Linked DNA regions of Mus musculus: regions 1 and 2 are each linked to region 3. A link is a contact called in public HiChIP or PLAC-seq and promoter capture Hi-C data. All regions are on one chromosome and are shown on one strand. The core of a region is the stretch at or near the end of the contact, and the rest is flanking DNA. Distances in the headings are between cores, read along the strand shown.

Region 1 (2,700 bases), core at 5-2,504, 190 kb after region 3:
AGGAAAGAAAAGAAAAGAAAAGAAAAGAAAAGAAAAGAAAAGAAAAGAAAAGAAAAGAAAAGAAAAGAAAAGAAAAAACAAAACACCTCTCCTAGACCAGAGACTAGGTGGTGCTGTGTTCAACTCGGGTTTTGTGAATTCATGAAATATCAGAGTCACCTGAAACCATACAAAGTACAAGACGGTTTTCTTTGTGAATCTATTTTCTAGGGACCTAGGCAGAGAAATATAAAGTGTTGATGGTGAGCGGATGCTATGCACACCTACAGGACAGTCACACAGAACTAATCCTGGCAGACAGAAGTCACTGCTACCTGAGGCAGGAGCACGGCCCACCCACTCCAGAAGCCTGGGCAGAGACTACAAACCACATGACCTATCAGAAGATCTCTCAATTATCCCTGCCCGGTATGCTTTGATATGTGATAAACAACCCTTTGTTTTCAGAGGGGTTAGTGGAGCCCTTTGAAAGCAAGCAGCCTGGAATTCCGTGGCTCTCTCTAGCTGGTTCAAGCAGCCAAGGCTGTCACCGGCGCCTGGTCAACTGTGGAGAATCAGAGGGAAGGACAGGGAAATGGTCCTCGTTGTGACCAGCATGCTTTAGATTCCTTCCTAAGCTGGTTTTGTAGGGTTCAAGAAGGTCAAGAACTGCAAGGATGGATAAGCAAGGAAAGAAAGGCCCTGCGGAAAATCTTAACAACCTGGTCTCAGGTACAGTCAGGGAGGGAATTCGCCTAGAACGGAAGCCTTCCGGCTGTTTGACAGCAGCTGAAACAGAAGACAAGAACCTTGGGCAAATGGGCTCTTCTCAGCCCCTGCATTTGTAAAAAGGGGACGCAGCACTGGCCTGTACAGTCAGGACTGTATAGAAAGGTCAGAAAAGAGCTGTTACGAAGGGGCCAAGAAATGACAAGAAGAGCCATGTTAATCCTTCATTCAGTACCTTCCACATGTTATCTTTGTAGTTCTTATTAATTCAGCATGGCTCCTAACAGCACTATTAACAAATACTCTGTAGATATGGAAATGGAAGCTTAAGAAAGTTAATAATTCCTCTACAGCCGCGTTTCTACTGGGCTGTGCCAAGTCAGGACCCAAATTCATAATCTGGATCTTGCATGATCTGCAGACCCATGTTCTGAGTGACCCCCAGATCTTCTGAGGGTTCCCTTATTTGGAGCTGTGATAAAGAGAAGGAGACTCCAACCAGCTCCTCATGCTGTGGTGAGCCAACCGTCAAGTTATTTTCCTTGCCGCTTCCTAACTATGATTTTGCAAATGTTATGAATCATAACGTAAGTGTCTGTACTTCCCCGATGTTCTTAGGCAACCCCTGCAAAAAAAAAAAAAAAAAAATCTCTTGCCCAACCTTCAATGGGGTCACAACCCACAGGTTGAGAACCGCTGACTTAGACGACTAGGAAAAAGGTGATGCGAGCAGAGAGAGGCAGAGAAGACACCAAGGAGCGAGTGTGAGTGGAGGTGGGAGGAGGTCTTACTCCTCAGCATCCCTCCTGCTGCAGGGAGGGTCCAGAGCAGTTGAGAACTGGCTGATGGCTTAACAAACTCCCAGTCTGCCTTCTTATCAGTCCATCCCACCCCAAGGCTGTCTTCCTCAAGGAGAGGATGTCTGGCCCGACAGGACCCACTAGCTCAGTCCCACCCATCATTCACGTAGGCAGTGCAGAGGTGGCTCAGGAGGCACCAAGGACAGATTGTTCATGTGGTCCAATCTTAAATTCCCATTCAGCGGGGGATTACATGAAACACACTTCTGGGCACAACTGACTTCTAGAAGGTCTATCTGCTATTAATTACCATTGTTCTCACCACGGATAAGGGGCTTCTTTACACAGTCAGTATTTTCACATGTACCATAAAGAATAATGGTCTTCCCAAAACTAACAAATCACACCTCTGACATGACAGATCAGCTGACTTTTAATGCAAATTCTTTCCTTTTCCTATTCCCCCCAGAGACTCTGAAATGGCTATAAGATAGTCCAGTATTCCTCACTATCCTAAATGTTGACATGCAAAGGGAAGGCTAATGATTCACAGTCTAAGAGACCTGGAGCTGCTAAGAGCAGCTACTGGTGGCAAAGAAAAAAAAGATGGAAGAAACCAGGGGTTTGCTTCTGTAGACTAAGGTCAGTGCCATGTCCACGGGATCAGTGATAAACTCCTTCCTGATACAGCTCACACCATCAAAGATGGAAATTGATCCACATGTAGGCAGAGAGGAGTGGGTAAAAGCCTCAAGTGTCTGCTATTTCTCCGTTGCCTTCGGGTCAAAAGAATCCATACAGCAAAGTGCCTGGTCTCTGTTCCCATGAACACTCGTACTGACTCTGACTTGTCTCTTGAGCCCTTCACTTGCTTACGTAGCGCCCCTCCCCTCCACAGACTAATCCCCAGTGTCACAGGATATATCGATTGGTGAGTTTGGCTTGCTATCTACTCAGTAGTGCAGAAGTTTGGAGAGATCAGGCATTTCATGTCTTTTCATTTTTCCCCCCATGGTTGAATATGAGTTCTTCTTCACGTAGAGTTGGGGCTCAACAAATGACTTTGCCTCTTACACTGAAGTCATCTTTTATAATTCCTGTTCTGCTGATGGTATGGAACTTCAGTTTTATTAATTTATCTATCGTGTGCTGTACTGGCATTTATTCACTATATGTTTATAGTATTATCTTA
Region 2 (2,700 bases), core at 76-2,575, 170 kb after region 3:
ATGAAAAACCTAAGTAGAAGCAGTCTTGTTCTAAGCATCAGCACTGAAGCCTATAGGGAGATGTCAATCAACTGCTACCAAGTTCTAGCTCTGACTAATTACATAGCCCTCCTCTGATTCTTTCTCTTTGAGACTTCTGCAAAGACACGATTTAGCCACCTGATGGTTTTTCAGCTGTATATATTTTATTTTGGCCAATACATACTTACAAGGAAATATTTCAAATGTGGATACAATGTTTATCAAGTAGACTATATCTCTACTCACACTTTACCTAGAGCTATATGAATAGGAAATCCTGTACTACTTGTGGTCAGTTGTGTACAGATTTCATCAGCAAACACGTCACTATGGCCACGGTTCCCAAGGTGAAAGCAATATATGCTCAAATGGGTGTGGCATACCCAGTGAGGGTTCTTGCCACACATTATTCTGAGAAGCGCATGTACACATTCATGTAAAGATACCAAGAGACCAGTGACCAACTCAGACAGGACTGAAGTGAATCTGGGTTTTCACTTAAGCAACAATCTGTGGCCTTAGGACGTCACCTTTCTATGTGTACCAGAGTCACAGGGAATGCTTCAGGATGAGGACGTGAAACATTTTTTTTTTACATGAGCAGAACAAATATTTACATTTTATCCCTTGGTTTAATTCTTTCCAAAGCTTCATAACATTGGCTCATCGGCTGTTCCCCTGCGTTTATAACTCTCATGGTATTGTATTTTTACCACAGGGGCACTGGGTGTAGCAGAAACTGCCTTGTGGGCACAAGAAAGACTCAGAGCGAATACGGGAGTCCATGTGAAAATTGGTGATCACTTAAAAACAGCATTCCTGTCCATTGTTCCAGTCGCTTTCTGTTACCTTATCTCTCTTAGGGTAAGCCAAGATTATTTCTTCTCCGGGGTTGTAAAGAATACTCAAAGGTTTCTGTTTCCAGCTATGTGCTTGATAAGAACAGGGAGACTATCCTTCTCAAGTAACTTAGAGTCAGGCACTATCAAAGATGCCTCCCTTTTCATGGCCCCCAGCCATACCAAAACCAAAAAGCAAAACAAAAACCACTTTTTCAAATTGCCATTCCTTTGGCAACAAAGGCTCTCAGAAACACAGTGCTGGGGGGGGGGGGGGGTGGGGTGGGGGCTATAATTTTGAAAGGGATATAACAACACTCTATTTTGTGTTAGGGGGCAATTTGAAGTCAAAAGTGATAAGAGCAGTGAAGTCTTTACTGCCAGCTAGCATCCAGCTAAGCATTGTAAGTGCAGAGCGAAGGCTTGTGTTTAGTTTGTAAAGTACAAACAAGATAAACGCGACTCCACCTCCTGTGACAACTTCCTTGCTCTCTACAACATGCCTGCCTCCCTCCCACAATAAATACAAGAGCTAAAGAATGCCCGGCGTAAAAAAATAATAACATTAAAATCAAAATGCAAAGAACTTGTCGATATTAACAAAGCTGTGCAACGATATAAAATAAACCCCGACTTAGGGATATATAAGATTTTCGCAGTGGGAGCCAATGGAGAAAAGAAAGCACAGAATTCACTCTTAGGCCATTACCAATTGCAGCTGAACTTGGCCTGACCTCGGGCTCTTCCTAGAACATTCTAAAGGCAACAGCTCAAAACGCAAGGGGGATTTCTGAGCCAGGCAGCTCGGTTCACTTCCTGGTGCTCGAATAGCACATTCCTGAGAGGAGTAACATAGGCTTGTCCCACTGGGCTCCAGGATTGCACAAACACAGTGGCCAGCCATACTTCCTGAATGAAGCACCCAATCAGCTACTTTGTTTTGTTTTAGTTCTTGCAGCTGAGATGCCTTCAGCTGCACAAAGGGATTCTCAAGAGATTTCCACTCCTAACCTAACACTTGAAGTGAAAGAAAGGCTAGTGAACTAGTGAACAGAAAATACTTTCAGGATGATGCGGGAAACCAACCGCTGACAGATAAGCCAAACTCAAACTCGGTGCTGATGGCTACGGAGCCCTTGCCACTTCCAGTAGACAGGACAGAATTGTCTCGGTCGGTCGGAGGCGAAGTTTCAGGGAAGTTCTGGTTTGGTGACTTAGGATCATGTAAACATTTCCAAGGCAGTAAGCATAGCCACAGAAAAGGACTGTGGGGAGATCCAACCCAGTGGTACAGGCTCAGACAAGGCTCACCTCAGAACAGAAAGTGCTGAAAGAATAAAGAAAGGTAGGATGGTGGTGTCTCATTGGACACACCACAGGACGGGGGCACTTGTATGGATTAGGCACGGTGATGACTGCAGCAGCTAAGAAGCACAGGAGAGTGTGGGAAGGAGTCACGACATCTCAGGACGAGCAGCTAGGCAGCCTTGAGTATATACTAAATGAAGACACATGGAACTACTGCCCTAGCCAAAAACCAGAAGAGAAGGACGCTCATTGGTGTAAGAGGATGAGCCCGCCCCTTCTCAGCCCCTACAAAAGTGAATTGTATTGCAGGAGAAGGAACGTAAGAAAGGAAACTGGCAGACACAACTGCTCCTAGGTATAGTAGAGGAGAAAGTTTACTGTAAATATGAGGGAGAGCATAGCCAGAGATGGAAACATCTGGGACAGCCCAGAGTAAAGATGAGGCCGGCAGTGTGAGGAGAGCCATAAAGGGAGAGGGAAGATCAGGACAACAAAAGGACAGGAGGCCACAAAAGGACCATTGGATCATACA
Region 3 (2,700 bases), core at 32-2,531:
TTGTTTAGCTCAGCATCCCAGCTCTCTAGCTGAACACGCCCCGTGGAATCGCTTCATCCGCTGACTCGAAAGGAGCACACAATGAACAGAGAGCGTCTCTGGGATCAATAGAATTCATTACCTAATTCCTCTTTCTCTATACGTGGCTGCATGGTTCTTGGACCAATTCTTACAGCGTTTCATGATTCAACTATTCATCTGAGGCTCAAAACTAAAAGGTAAAATATGTTTTAGAAATGGAAGTGAAGACAGACAGAAGGGATGTCCGTTTGCATCAGTTGTCGTGTTTTCTGAAGTGATCCTACTGAAGTAGAATCTGAGGCTATGAAGGAAGGGCTTTTAGAGCCACCTCCTCCATGATGTTTCCAATGGAGGCAGGTTCTTAGCACCTACGTGAATTCAAAGGTAGAGGTCAGTTTGCATACCAGAGAGAATGATTTTGTTTCCTACAGATTACTGCAACACGGTCTCCCTGTAACCTACACCGCAGGGCCTGGTCCTATTTCGAGTGAGCCAGGCATCTATCTGTGACACCAGGTAGGTTTGAGCACGTGTGTCAGACATTAAAGGCAAGGCAGTGAGGATTCCTTTCTCTGGCTACACATTGTGAATTCCCGCAACTCCTGTGGGAACTCATTGCCTCTTCTGGGTCTAATGGCTCTTCCAATCTTGTCCATCAAGTATTGGAAAACTTGTCAACCCCCTGCTGACCCTGAAAAGCACAAGGTCATAAGCACTGAGAAAGCCCGTCAGCCAGTCAGCATGGCTTCTGCTGAGAGTGAGTATAATTGACAGACCTGGGCAGTCCATGCTGGGTGTGACTCATCACCACCTCTTGTCTAACTGCCCACAACGCTTCCCTTGGACAACCCACCGTAAACCAGGCTCATGATGAATGCCAATCTGCTCACAGTACAATGCTGCTCTCCCTCGCTTCTGCCTCTGGATCACACTTCCCCATTTCCTTCTAGCTGGGCCTTCCTACTCTTCTGTTCTAACTCTCACAATGACTAGCCACTGTTGTTCAAGTTCCTCTTCATGTGTTCTTAGCCTGGGTTGTAGGGAACTGTACTTGTCTACATATGTGAGTATACAACACACATTTATTATTAATAATGATTTCAAAAAACCAGAACTTTGTTCTTTTGTTCTCCGGAGCAGGGGATGATATGGTATCTATGTAAGTAGAACATGGCAGAACTGATGCCTTATAAAAGGCACCAAAGCTTCTTTCTTATTCCCTCTATTGTACTTCTTGGTGTGTGGGAAGCCAGCTGCCATGGGAAGGTACCGAAGGCTCCTGACAGCAGCCAAGAGAGTGCTTGATCTCTGTCAGCTCTAGCCAGACCTTCAGGAGACCACAGCTTTGGCAGTGTCTTCATTGTGATTTCATGAAAGAGCCTGAGCCAGAACCAGCCAGCTCTGCCCTATGCTAAAATGCTGGCTGGCTGAAACTGCTGTAAGGAGCTAAACGCTTGCTCTATGAAGCTGCTAAGTTCTGGGGCTACTTGTTACACAGCGATAGGTGACTAGGCAACGAATACAAAGGCTTAGCGCTTTCTTTTCTCACGGTGTTCTATCTGAACTTTAATTTCCTTTCATCGGGAGATCATTTTTATTAATTTAGACAGGAAAGACACAACGAGACCTGTAAGTCCCCTTTCTGTTTCATCTCATTAGCTCTGCTTGTTTTCATTCGACAGCCCTTGTCCTTGGATACTACTTGAAGAACTGCAACCTTCTATTTTTACATTACTTAAAAAAATTACCTTTATTTTTTTCATATTATAACTCACTCTGTTCTCTGTACTTCCTGACACTATTTTTTTTTCTAATGTGGCAGTGACATGAATGCTCTTTAAATCACCCCGGTTGCTTATTTTCATCTTCCTCCAAACCTTTATAAAACCTGACCTACTTCCTCGTTAGATCAACAGTGATTTCTTTCTAATGCAGCCTTCCCTCACCACATGCGAGTAGTAACACGGCAGTTAAAGTTACTTCTGAGATTTTAGTGAAAACTTGTAAGTAGTCTTCCCTTTTATATCAGGGGGTGGGGGAGGCAGAGAGCACAGCATTGCGATGAATATGTCAATTATTACGTCCCCATTTAAAACCGTATAAGCTCCTGGTATGGTGGAGAGGACACTGACAGTGTATCTGATGACAGAAAAAGGCAAAAAAAAAAAATCAAATTCACGTCACATGCTAGCACGACTGGCAATGTTCACAGTTCAGTAGTGTAAGACTCAGCAGAAAGAGTCCCTCTTTCACTGCTGTTCAGCACGTAATGGCATTTAGAAGATGTTCTACGCACTAAGCAATATTATTACAGAGAGATTAACAAAACAATAGAACAATGAAATAAATCAATAGGAAAATATCTCTTGGGGTCACGAAACTAGATTGTTAGGCCTGGAGAAGGATGGGACAGGGAATAATGGCGGGGTAGCTTAACACACCAAGTGAAGAGACTGCTGATGTGTTTTCTTATTGTCTGCAAGAGTCCAGTTTTTGCTTGGAAACATTCCAGGAAGAGTGAGTAGCTGGGATTGTCACTGTGTCTAAAAATCGGCATCATTATTGCTGTGGCTTGTGGGTGACACTATCTTCTAAAAGTTACAATATCCTGGTTTTTCAGATAAGAAAGAAAATCATTCTCTTCATCATGGTGATGTGAAACAGGGCATAGAAAGGACT

The links. HiChIP or PLAC-seq counts read pairs in DNA pulled down with a chosen protein or histone mark. Capture Hi-C pulls out chosen DNA fragments and counts their contacts.
Region 1: a promoter capture Hi-C map of adipose tissue shows a contact between it and region 3. The contact joins two enhancer-like sites. A contact is called at or near these places in 3 of 39 promoter capture datasets (hippocampal neurons and liver), 18 of 484 Hi-C or Micro-C datasets (the AtT-20 cell line, CD4 T cells, Sertoli cells and 12 more), 9 of 115 datasets of contacts at active chromatin or transcription factors (PVALB interneurons, embryonic basal ganglia, embryonic forebrain and 5 more) and 3 of 9 other capture datasets (adipose tissue, liver and pancreatic islet).
Region 2: a contact with region 3 is called in an H3K27ac HiChIP or PLAC-seq map of microglia, with 5 times the contacts expected there. The contact joins two enhancer-like sites. A contact is called at or near these places in 2 of 484 Hi-C or Micro-C datasets (the HL-1 cell line and Sertoli cells), 1 of 115 datasets of contacts at active chromatin or transcription factors (microglia) and 3 of 9 other capture datasets (adipose tissue, embryonic stem cells and liver).

Annotation. Positions count from the first base shown.
Region 1 is chr16:85,151,342-85,154,041 of GRCm38.p6, forward strand. All of the region lies in intron 1 of App (amyloid beta (A4) precursor protein), which reads right to left. Among named protein-coding and RNA genes, the nearest start is that of App, 21 kb to the right of the region's middle. Within about 2 kb of position 1,255, at least 78 of the 459 cell types and tissues checked have an H3K27ac peak or open chromatin away from gene starts, as enhancers often do. A contact at or near this core is called in adipose tissue and bone marrow-derived macrophages, where this site is marked.
Region 2 is chr16:85,131,961-85,134,660 of GRCm38.p6, forward strand. All of the region lies in intron 1 of App (amyloid beta (A4) precursor protein), which reads right to left. Among named protein-coding and RNA genes, the nearest start is that of App, 40 kb to the right of the region's middle. Within about 2 kb of position 1,326, at least 163 of the 459 cell types and tissues checked have an H3K27ac peak or open chromatin away from gene starts, as enhancers often do. A contact at or near this core is called in adipose tissue and microglia, where this site is marked.
Region 3 is chr16:84,966,285-84,968,984 of GRCm38.p6, forward strand. All of the region lies in intron 15 of App (amyloid beta (A4) precursor protein), which reads right to left. Among named protein-coding and RNA genes, the nearest start is that of Gm10791, 4.6 kb to the right of the region's middle. Within about 2 kb of position 1,282, at least 57 of the 459 cell types and tissues checked have an H3K27ac peak or open chromatin away from gene starts, as enhancers often do. A contact at or near this core is called in adipose tissue, bone marrow-derived macrophages and microglia, where this site is marked.